Regions from separate parts of the Mus musculus genome. Here region 2 is linked to region 1. The links are chromatin contacts, called in public promoter capture Hi-C maps. All regions are on one chromosome and are shown on one strand. The core of a region is the stretch at or near the end of the contact, and the rest is flanking DNA. Distances in the headings are between cores, read along the strand shown.

Region 1 (4,217 bases), core at 278-2,777:
CAGCGTGACATCAGACTCCCTTCGGCCCACTCACCTCAGTCTCTTGCATGCAACTCCACCCTTTATTTTATGTTTTTTTTCTGTTTGTTAGAGTTCATGTCTTCAGATGTTGTGAATAAGGGACAGGATAGATTGGAGGGATGGCTCAGTGGTTAAGCGCACTTGCTGCTCTTGTGGACACTCTGGATTCAATCCCAAGCACACACATGACAGCTTATAACCCTCTATATCTCCAGTTCCAGGGGGAAACCAGACACTCTTTTGGTCTTTTTGGGGTGCTACACACACATGGTACACAGACATACTTGCTGACAAAACATCCATACGTATAACATGTTAAAAAACATTTCCAGCTCCTTTTCTGGTTTGACTGTTCTTCTAAAGAGATGGGTGTGAGCTGGGCAGTGTTGGCACACATCTTTAGTCCCAGCATTCAGGAAGCAGAGGCTGGCGGATCTCTGAGTTCATTGCCAACCTTGTCTACAGAGTGAGTTCCAGGACTGCCAGGACTACACAGAAAAACCCTGTCTTGCAAAAACCAAACAAACAGAAGAGAGGGAGAGATGGGTGTGACTGATGGTTTGCTACTTGAGCTTCGACTCACCTCTGTTGGTAGCCCTTGGTGCCGAGTCCCTCTCCCTCAGACTGACTGTCACTCCCACATAGAGTCTGCGCTGCTCTTTGCCCTCCGGGCTCTTACTGTAGAGTTTTGTGCGATTCACTTAAACTTTGTTTTTCCCCAGTCACTTAGGAGCTCAAAGAATTCAATAGGTCTGTGTTTAGGTCCTTTTGTTTCATCTAATAAATTTATTCAATAAAACTCTTGTGGCATTGCCATTGGTGGATAGCAATGCACCCGTGGATAGCCCTGTTCTAAGCCCATTGGAGGAGCCCCAGGTAAAACCAGTGTATCACAGAGCAAAAACAAAAGGGAGGAGACACAAAAGTGAGGTGGGAATGTGCTTTCTTCACTGTGCTGTGCACACATGCACACACACAGACACACACACGCATGTGCGCGCACACACACACACCATGAACACACACATGCATGCACACAACGTGCACAAACACTCACTTGAACACCCAAGCTCCCCTCCCCCCCACATACACACACCACGAATGCACATACACGCATGCTTGCACCACACTTGGGAGCCTCAGCAGGATGTGGCGACACATGCCTCAATCCTAGCAGTTGGGAGACAGACACAAGAAGAGTGAGTTTGAGACCAGCCTGAACTACATAGTGAGACCCTGTGTCAACAAAACCAAAACAAAAACATGAAGCAGAGGAGGAGGAAGCTTTTCTCTGGCTGTCACAGAATTTTAGCATCATTCAAAGTGAAAATGGGTTCTCATGGCATTAAGTGTTATACTGTGTTCCAGGAAATAAACATCTCAAATAGAGAAGTGAGTCAGAGCCCGAGAAGCTTATGAAAAAATGTTAGTCACAGGGAGAGCAGAGCTACCTAATGTGAACACAGCTTTCTTTTCAGGCCATTTCTGCTGACATTGGGGATCCCCACGCCTGTTGCTTAATTTGGCAGCTGCAGGCAATGAGCAGAGGACTCAGCAATTGTAGGGGCCAGGAGCTGCACCGTTCTGCTGGGAACTTTCCTCTTTGTGCTGAAAACCAATATGAATTACCGGGAGTGTTGTAATGGCTACTATAAGGGAAAAATTATAAAAGGACCCAGAAACACGGAAAAATTGCGGGGGATGGGGGGGTGAATTTAATTCTAATTTGGAGGAGACTTGGAATGAATTAGTTCTGTGCTCTTAAACAAAGGGACAGAGAGTTGTGACAGCGTTCTCTATAGTAGCAGAACTTACAAATGAATCCTCCCCTCTATATATGTATGGGATTTATTGAATGAATTACAGGCTGTGGTCTAATTAATCAAACTATGAACAGGAAGTCCAAGAATTCAGAAGTTTCTTAGTCCACAAGGCTGGATGTCTCTGCTGGTCTTCAGCACTCTGGAATCCCTTAGAAGTAGGCTCTAATGCCAGTGAAGGAATGGATTTGCTAGTAAGGCAAGGACGAACAGGCAAAGAGCGAAAGTGTCTTTCCATACCCTTCTATTGGCTTCCAGCAGAAGGTATGGCCCAGATTAAAGGTGGATCTTCCCACTGCAAGATCTGATTTAAAGACACCTATCTTCCTGCCCCAAGATCTGGATCAAAATTGTGTTTTCCTACCTCAAAGGTCTGGACTAGAAGTGGGTGTTCACCCACTCAAATCAAGCAATAAATCTCTCACAGGTGTACCCTCCATTTCTGAATTGTAGTTCATTTCCAGATGTAGCTAAGTTGACAACAAAGAATGACCACTACACCGTCCATTTCTAAAGTTTAATTTATGCTGGGTGGACATGGTTGTACATGTCTGTGCCTGCAGGCTGAGGCAGGAGGATCTCCTGGCCTAGGTAATGAGTTCCAAGTCAGCCTGGGTTTTTAATGAGATGTTGGTTGTCTCAAAAAAAAAAAAAAAAAAAAAAAAGAAAGAAAGAAAGAAAGAAACCAACCAAACAAGAAAACAAAATGAAAATCAGAAGTTGGGGTTGTGGCTCAGTAGGTAAAATATTTGTCTTGCAAGTGTGAGACTGGAGTTTGGATCTGCAGAACCATGCAGCTACCTGTAATTCCAGCTTTAGAAGGATGTCTGGGAACTTCAGAACAGGTTGGTTAATAAGATGAGCCATACTGGCAAGCTCTGGGTTTGATTGAGGGAGCCTGCCTCAGTGAATAAGGGGGAAGAGCTTTGGAGGACGGTTCCTTTTTATTTTTTTTTAAACTTATTTATGGTTATATGTAAGTACACTGTAGCTGTCTTCAGACACACCAGAAGAAGGTGTCAGATCTCATTATGGGTGGTTTTGAGCCACCATGTGGTTGCTGGGATTTGAACTCAGTATCTTCAGAAGAGTAGTCAGTGCTCTTAACCACTGAGCCATCTCACCAGTCCCTCTGGAGGATGGTTCCTAATGTTGGCTTCAGGCCTCCACATACATGTGCACACATATGCATATGCAAACACACATAAGAACACCACACATAAACACAAAAAACGGAAAAAGGGAGGCATCATTTCTTTTTTGTAATTGTGAGGAGGATTAAACTTTACTTTCAAAATGGGGTGGGAGGTGCTCATGTTTCTTCAGGAATTCTTCTTTGTCCAGCAGCATAGGCCAGCATAGGCCAGTGGGATGTTCTATGAGTTGAGAAGAAGAAATCTGACGTTTGATGAGGATGTAGGCTTCAAGTTCAAGGGTCAGAATGTGAGCATTGGAAACACAAAGATTTTTTTTCTGATAAGCCAGGCATGGTGGTTCACACCTTCAATTCCAGCATCCAGGAGGCAGAAGTTGGCAGATCACTGTGAGTTCAAGGCTAGCCTGGTCTACATAAGCCAGGCATGGTGGTTCACACCTTCAATTCCAGCATCCAGGAGGCAGAAGTTGGCAGATCACTGTGAGTTCAAGGCCAGCCAAGTCTACATAGTGAAACCCTGACTCAAAAAAAAAAAAAAAAAAAAAAAAAAGCAAACAAACAAAAAACAAAAAAACCCAAGTCCTAATTATTTATAAGTGTAATTGAATGCCTGGAAAGGCGGAGGTTTAAGAGTACACTGCTTCTTGACTTAAGTCGAGGCTTTGAACCACCTCCAGCAGTTACTAGTTTAAGTAAGTCAGAGTGAGGATGGCAGATCATGCCTATAACCCTAGGATCTGGGAGACAGAGTCAAGAGAATCAGGAGTTCAAGGTTATCTTCAGTTGTGTAGAGAGTTTGAGGTCAGCCGAGAGAGAGAGAGAGAGAGAGAGAGAGAGAGAGAGAGAGAGAGAGAGAGGCAGAGACAGAGAGAGACAGAGACAGAGACAGAGACAGACAGAGAGAGAGAGATTGGAGCAAGAGTTCTTGAGTTCCTGACCTGACTTCCCTCCTGGATTGGGATCTGGAATTGTAAACAAGGGCCACCCCACCGTGTTGTTTTGTGGGAGTGAGAGCTGCATCACAGTAACTGAACGAAACTAGAACAACTTAGTAAACTTAGGCTGAGCCATGGACGGTCAGTAATGAAGACCTCTTAACTGAGGATTAGTTAACGATTCCTCTAAGAAGCATGAGCGTGTGGCTAAGATGTGTTTCATTATCTTATTTTTATTTGAGTGAATGGAGGGCCCATATTTGTGTGGGGCTCAGTTCTCCCCTT
Region 2 (4,215 bases), core at 1,538-4,037, 220 kb before region 1:
TTCTTAAATAATTAAACGTGACCAAAACCTTTTAAAGTAAATGATATTTTGTTGCTTTCTAAATGAAAATAGTGTAGAAAGAAGGAAGAAACAGAGCTAGCGAAGACTGCTCAGCAAGCAAAGGGCTTGCTGTACACGCCTAACATCAGCTTAAGTCCCAGACCCCACGGAAAGGAAGGAGAGAATCAGCTGCACAAAGTGCTCTGACCTCCTCACATGTTCCATGGTGTGCAATAAATAAAAGATAAAAGCTTTAAAGAGTAAAAGAAAAAAAACTCAGTAAACAGTAACGGTGGTGATATCTGGGCAACAAAATGACTTTTTTCTTGGCCAAAGCTGTCATTATTTTACACAATGAATATGTATTATTTTTTATTGTCAGGAAAACAAATATCTAAGTAGCTAGCTCCGAGAGATGAATCTCTAGGCCTACTCATATGGAATCAACAATAAGCCATCAGAGGTTCCTACAAATTTCCAAAGGTCCAAAGAGCACAGCCTGGCTGTGGAAGGCACTTTCCCAAGCACCCATGAAACCGACTGAGGCTACAGCACAAAGGGGTTGATGGGAAACTCTCAACTGTAGGAACCTGGATAAGCACAGGGCTGGAACCTAGCACCCAGGCAAAACGTGGGCTTGCCTGTCCTTGCCTTAGATAGTCAGCATTTTGGTGACTCCCATTGGCACTTTGAAAACCTCTCCCCTAGGGTAAAGCTAGTATAGAGTCAGTCACATGTAGCAATGTCTGATAGCAGAAAATATGAAAACAGGCTCTAACCAGAATCAAGTACTATACATTTTTAGATCCAGTTTTCTCTCACCATTGTTATCCCAAGGATGGAAAGGTTCACTACCTAGGTTCCTAACCCACTCCCTCCTCATCTAAAGTCTCATTTTCATGGTTTCAATAACCTTCATTAACAGAATATTCCAGAAATAAACAATTCATAAAGTGTTCAGTTGTATACTACTAAGTATCATGATGAAGTCTGTTGTGGCAGTCTGAATAAAAATGACCCCCGTAAGCCCATAGAAAGTGACACTATTAGGAAGTGTGGCCTTGTTGGAGGAAGTGTGTCTCAGTTATCTTTCTGCTGCCTGCCAGTCCAGATATAGAGCTCTTAGCTCCCTCTCCACTACCGTCTGTCTGCACGCTGCCATGTCCTGCCATGATAAGACACTAAACCTCTGAGACTGTTAAGCCAACCCCAACTAAATGTCTTCCTTTGGAAGAGTAGCCATGGTCATGGTGTCTCTCTTCACAGCAATAAAACTCAAACTAGGATGAGATCTCACAGGCCCACTGAGCACCTGAGTCATCTTCGTGTCCAGTATCTCCGACTGTACACACCACCTGCCCATTAATCTCACAGCAGCATCTTGGTTACCAGATCCAATAGCACAGCGCATCAGCGCTCAAACTCCAGTAACTCGAATTTTACTCAGCAATGGCTCCAAAGCACAAAGCAAACGATGATGATAATTTGAATATGGCAACGAAGCCACAAAATATTCCCTTTTAAGTAAAAAAGGCAATTTCTCAACTTACTGAGGAAAGAAAAAAACTTCTTTTCTGAGGTTATTAAAATTTATAGTACAGTAAAATATTTTGAGAAATATACTCACATTTTTATTACAGTGTACTATTATAATTTTTCTACTTTAGGAGTGATAGATTTTCGATTATAATTTATAGTACAGTAAAATATTTGGAGAAAATATACTCATTTTTATTTAATGTACTATTACAATTTTTCTAAGTAGCCAAAGGATGATTTTTCAAGACAGGGTCTCACTATGTAGCTCTGGCTGTCCTATAACTCACTCTGTAGGCCAGGCTGGTCTCAAACTCAGAGATCTGCCTTGTCTTTGCCTAGTGCTATGATTGAAGGTGTGCACCTCAATGCCCAGCTGTTGTTGAACTATTAATGTGCCTAATTTGTAAATTAAACTTTATCATAAATATGTGTACAAAAAAATTATAGCATGTCCAGAGTTCCATAGATCCACTGGGGAATGCTAGCAAAGGAACTAGCAAAAGGCCAAACATGATGACACAGGCCTGTAGTCTCAGAACTCAAAAGGCAGGTGGAACTGAGTTCGAGACCAGCCTGGACTACACAGAAAGTTTCAAGACAATCATAATGACATAATAGAGAAACCTGTCTCAAAAATCAGAGAGACAGACAGAGAGTCAGAAACAGAGACAGACAGGCAGAGTGACACTAATTGTAATCCCTAGAATAACACCATTAGGCCAGCCACTAGGTTTACAACCCTATCTATGTACTGTGACAAACACAAAAGGGGCAAGGGACAGTCACCCATCTCACAGCACTCAGGTACCTCAGGAGGAAAAAATTTAACAAACAAACCAGAAACGTGCAGATAAAGGAAAGGCTAGTATCTGACCGTGCAGACAAATATTTCATGCTCTTAACAGAAAGCCTGCTAAACACGGATATACATGTTCACTCCATATTTGAAGAGAATTCTGGTAGCATGAGGTGGGAGACTAGTGCCTCAGGCATGGTCACCAACACAGGCAAAGACACTGGTAAGGAAAAGACAATGAGCACAGGCTGGAACCAAGAACTGGGGTAGGGAATGCTAACGGTAAGCAAGGAGACCCTTTCTATATGGGATCCTTAGTCAGATGAAGAACATTTGTGAGAAAAGCCTAAATACCAGACACTGCTAAATGAGAGTTCTGGAGACGGAGCTCAGCTGGCAGAGTCCAGGCCCAGCAGCCCGTGCAGAGCCTGGATTCTATTCCCAGCACTGCATATACCAGGATGCTCACACAAGAGAAATCCTAACCACCCTGAACTGGGCAACACACGGCCTGATGTGACAGAGTCTGCTTCCGAAGTCAAGGACAGGTCTCATTATGTGTATCTTGAGTACATGACACAAGAGAACCTAAATTAAATACACAGACATCTAAGCTATTACCTATTTAATAATAGGTTGCCCAAAAATAGTCCTCTCCAGCCGATTTGCCAAGCAATCTTTCACTGTCTACTAATGAGGAAGCGAGTGCTCTTTATCACTCTCGCTGTAAAGCTTATTCACTTATTTATGTGCACGTCAAGGGGGTGCACACACTCACATGGCACCACAGAGGACAACACTCGCCTTTCCCACTGAGCCACCTCACAGGCGCAGGTCAGCGCTCCCCTTTTTAAACACCGGAGATCCTACCAGCATCAAATGTCAAAAGTATTGCCTTACAAAAGAGCCAAATAAAATTCACAGGACTCCAGAGTGTGTGACGGCAAGTAGGCAGAAGGTCGTGGCACTGAGGAGAGCCTGCTCCATGGCCTCACTATGGGGACAGCCTTTCTGGGTGTTCCTGTGCTATATAAGTACAACAAAAGGGCGCGGAAGGGAGGTCCAAGGTAACCCGCTCACTTAGAACCGCTCACTTAGAACTGTACCAGCAGGCGTTTCAACAGAACAAGGAATGCTGTGGGTTTCAATGTACTCAGAAAGACTGCTCAAGACTCTCATGAGAAGACCCCAGCCCCTCTCAGCCTTCTCAGTTAACTCAACTGTGTGCTTTCCACAGACATTTAAGAGAGTAAATTGGGAAGAGGGGATGCTGCCACTCCCTCCACGCATGCATCGTTCTTTCTCTCTCTCTGTGTCTCTGTCTCTCTCTCTCTCTCTCTGTCTCTCTGAGAAATAGCTTTCTGAGACACTCGTTTGGTTAATGCTCCAACGGAACAATGCCTAGTGATCTGGGGTGACTGTCTCTCTAGGCAGCAGCAAGAGAAGATTGGCAGCCCTTACGTATCTGGAAGGCTCCTCTCGGTTCTGGTCGTTCATGTGAGTGGGAACAGTCCTGGTGGCCAGTGGTCCCTCTGCGAAAGGCTTTGGTAGCTGACCTCTGAACTCTGATGGAATGAACTGAAGCTGCCAACTGTCAGAGACACAAGCGAGAAGAATGAAAAGAACACATGGCGGACCTGTTGCTTAACAGACAACCCTTCACCCCAGATCACCAGAAAAACATTACACTTGAAGAAAACATGATTTCTGCTAGAACTTCAGTTGGGGGCAGGAGCAGAGGTCACAAGTCAGTCTGAAGCAAGAAATTTATAACTAAAGGTCTCTCAATCCCTTTACTCAAGTCTCAGCTTGGAAACTTGCAAGCAGATGGCCCTGAACAAAGAGGGTGAGAATGCCACTAACTCCCCACTCAGGTGCAC

Evidence for each region. Capture Hi-C pulls out chosen DNA fragments and counts their contacts.
Region 2: a contact with region 1 is called in a promoter capture Hi-C map of adipose tissue. The contact joins two enhancer-like sites. A contact is called at or near these places in 1 of 115 datasets of contacts at active chromatin or transcription factors (embryonic stem cells) and 2 of 9 other capture datasets (adipose tissue and liver).

The regions. Positions count from the first base shown.
Region 1 is chr9:50,588,286-50,592,502 of GRCm38.p6, reverse strand. No RefSeq gene overlaps it. Among named protein-coding and RNA genes, the nearest start is that of Sdhd, 13 kb to the left of the region's middle. Within about 2 kb of position 1,527, at least 114 of the 459 cell types and tissues checked have an H3K27ac peak or open chromatin away from gene starts, as enhancers often do. A contact at or near this core is called in adipose tissue, where this site is marked.
Region 2 is chr9:50,808,388-50,812,602 of GRCm38.p6, reverse strand. Alg9 (asparagine-linked glycosylation 9 (alpha 1,2 mannosyltransferase)) reads right to left here. Exons shown (of 15, transcript NM_133981.2): 13 at 3,797-3,926. Among named protein-coding and RNA genes, the nearest start is that of Gm38476, 35 kb to the right of the region's middle. Within about 2 kb of position 2,787, at least 12 of the 459 cell types and tissues checked have an H3K27ac peak or open chromatin away from gene starts, as enhancers often do. A contact at or near this core is called in adipose tissue, where this site is marked.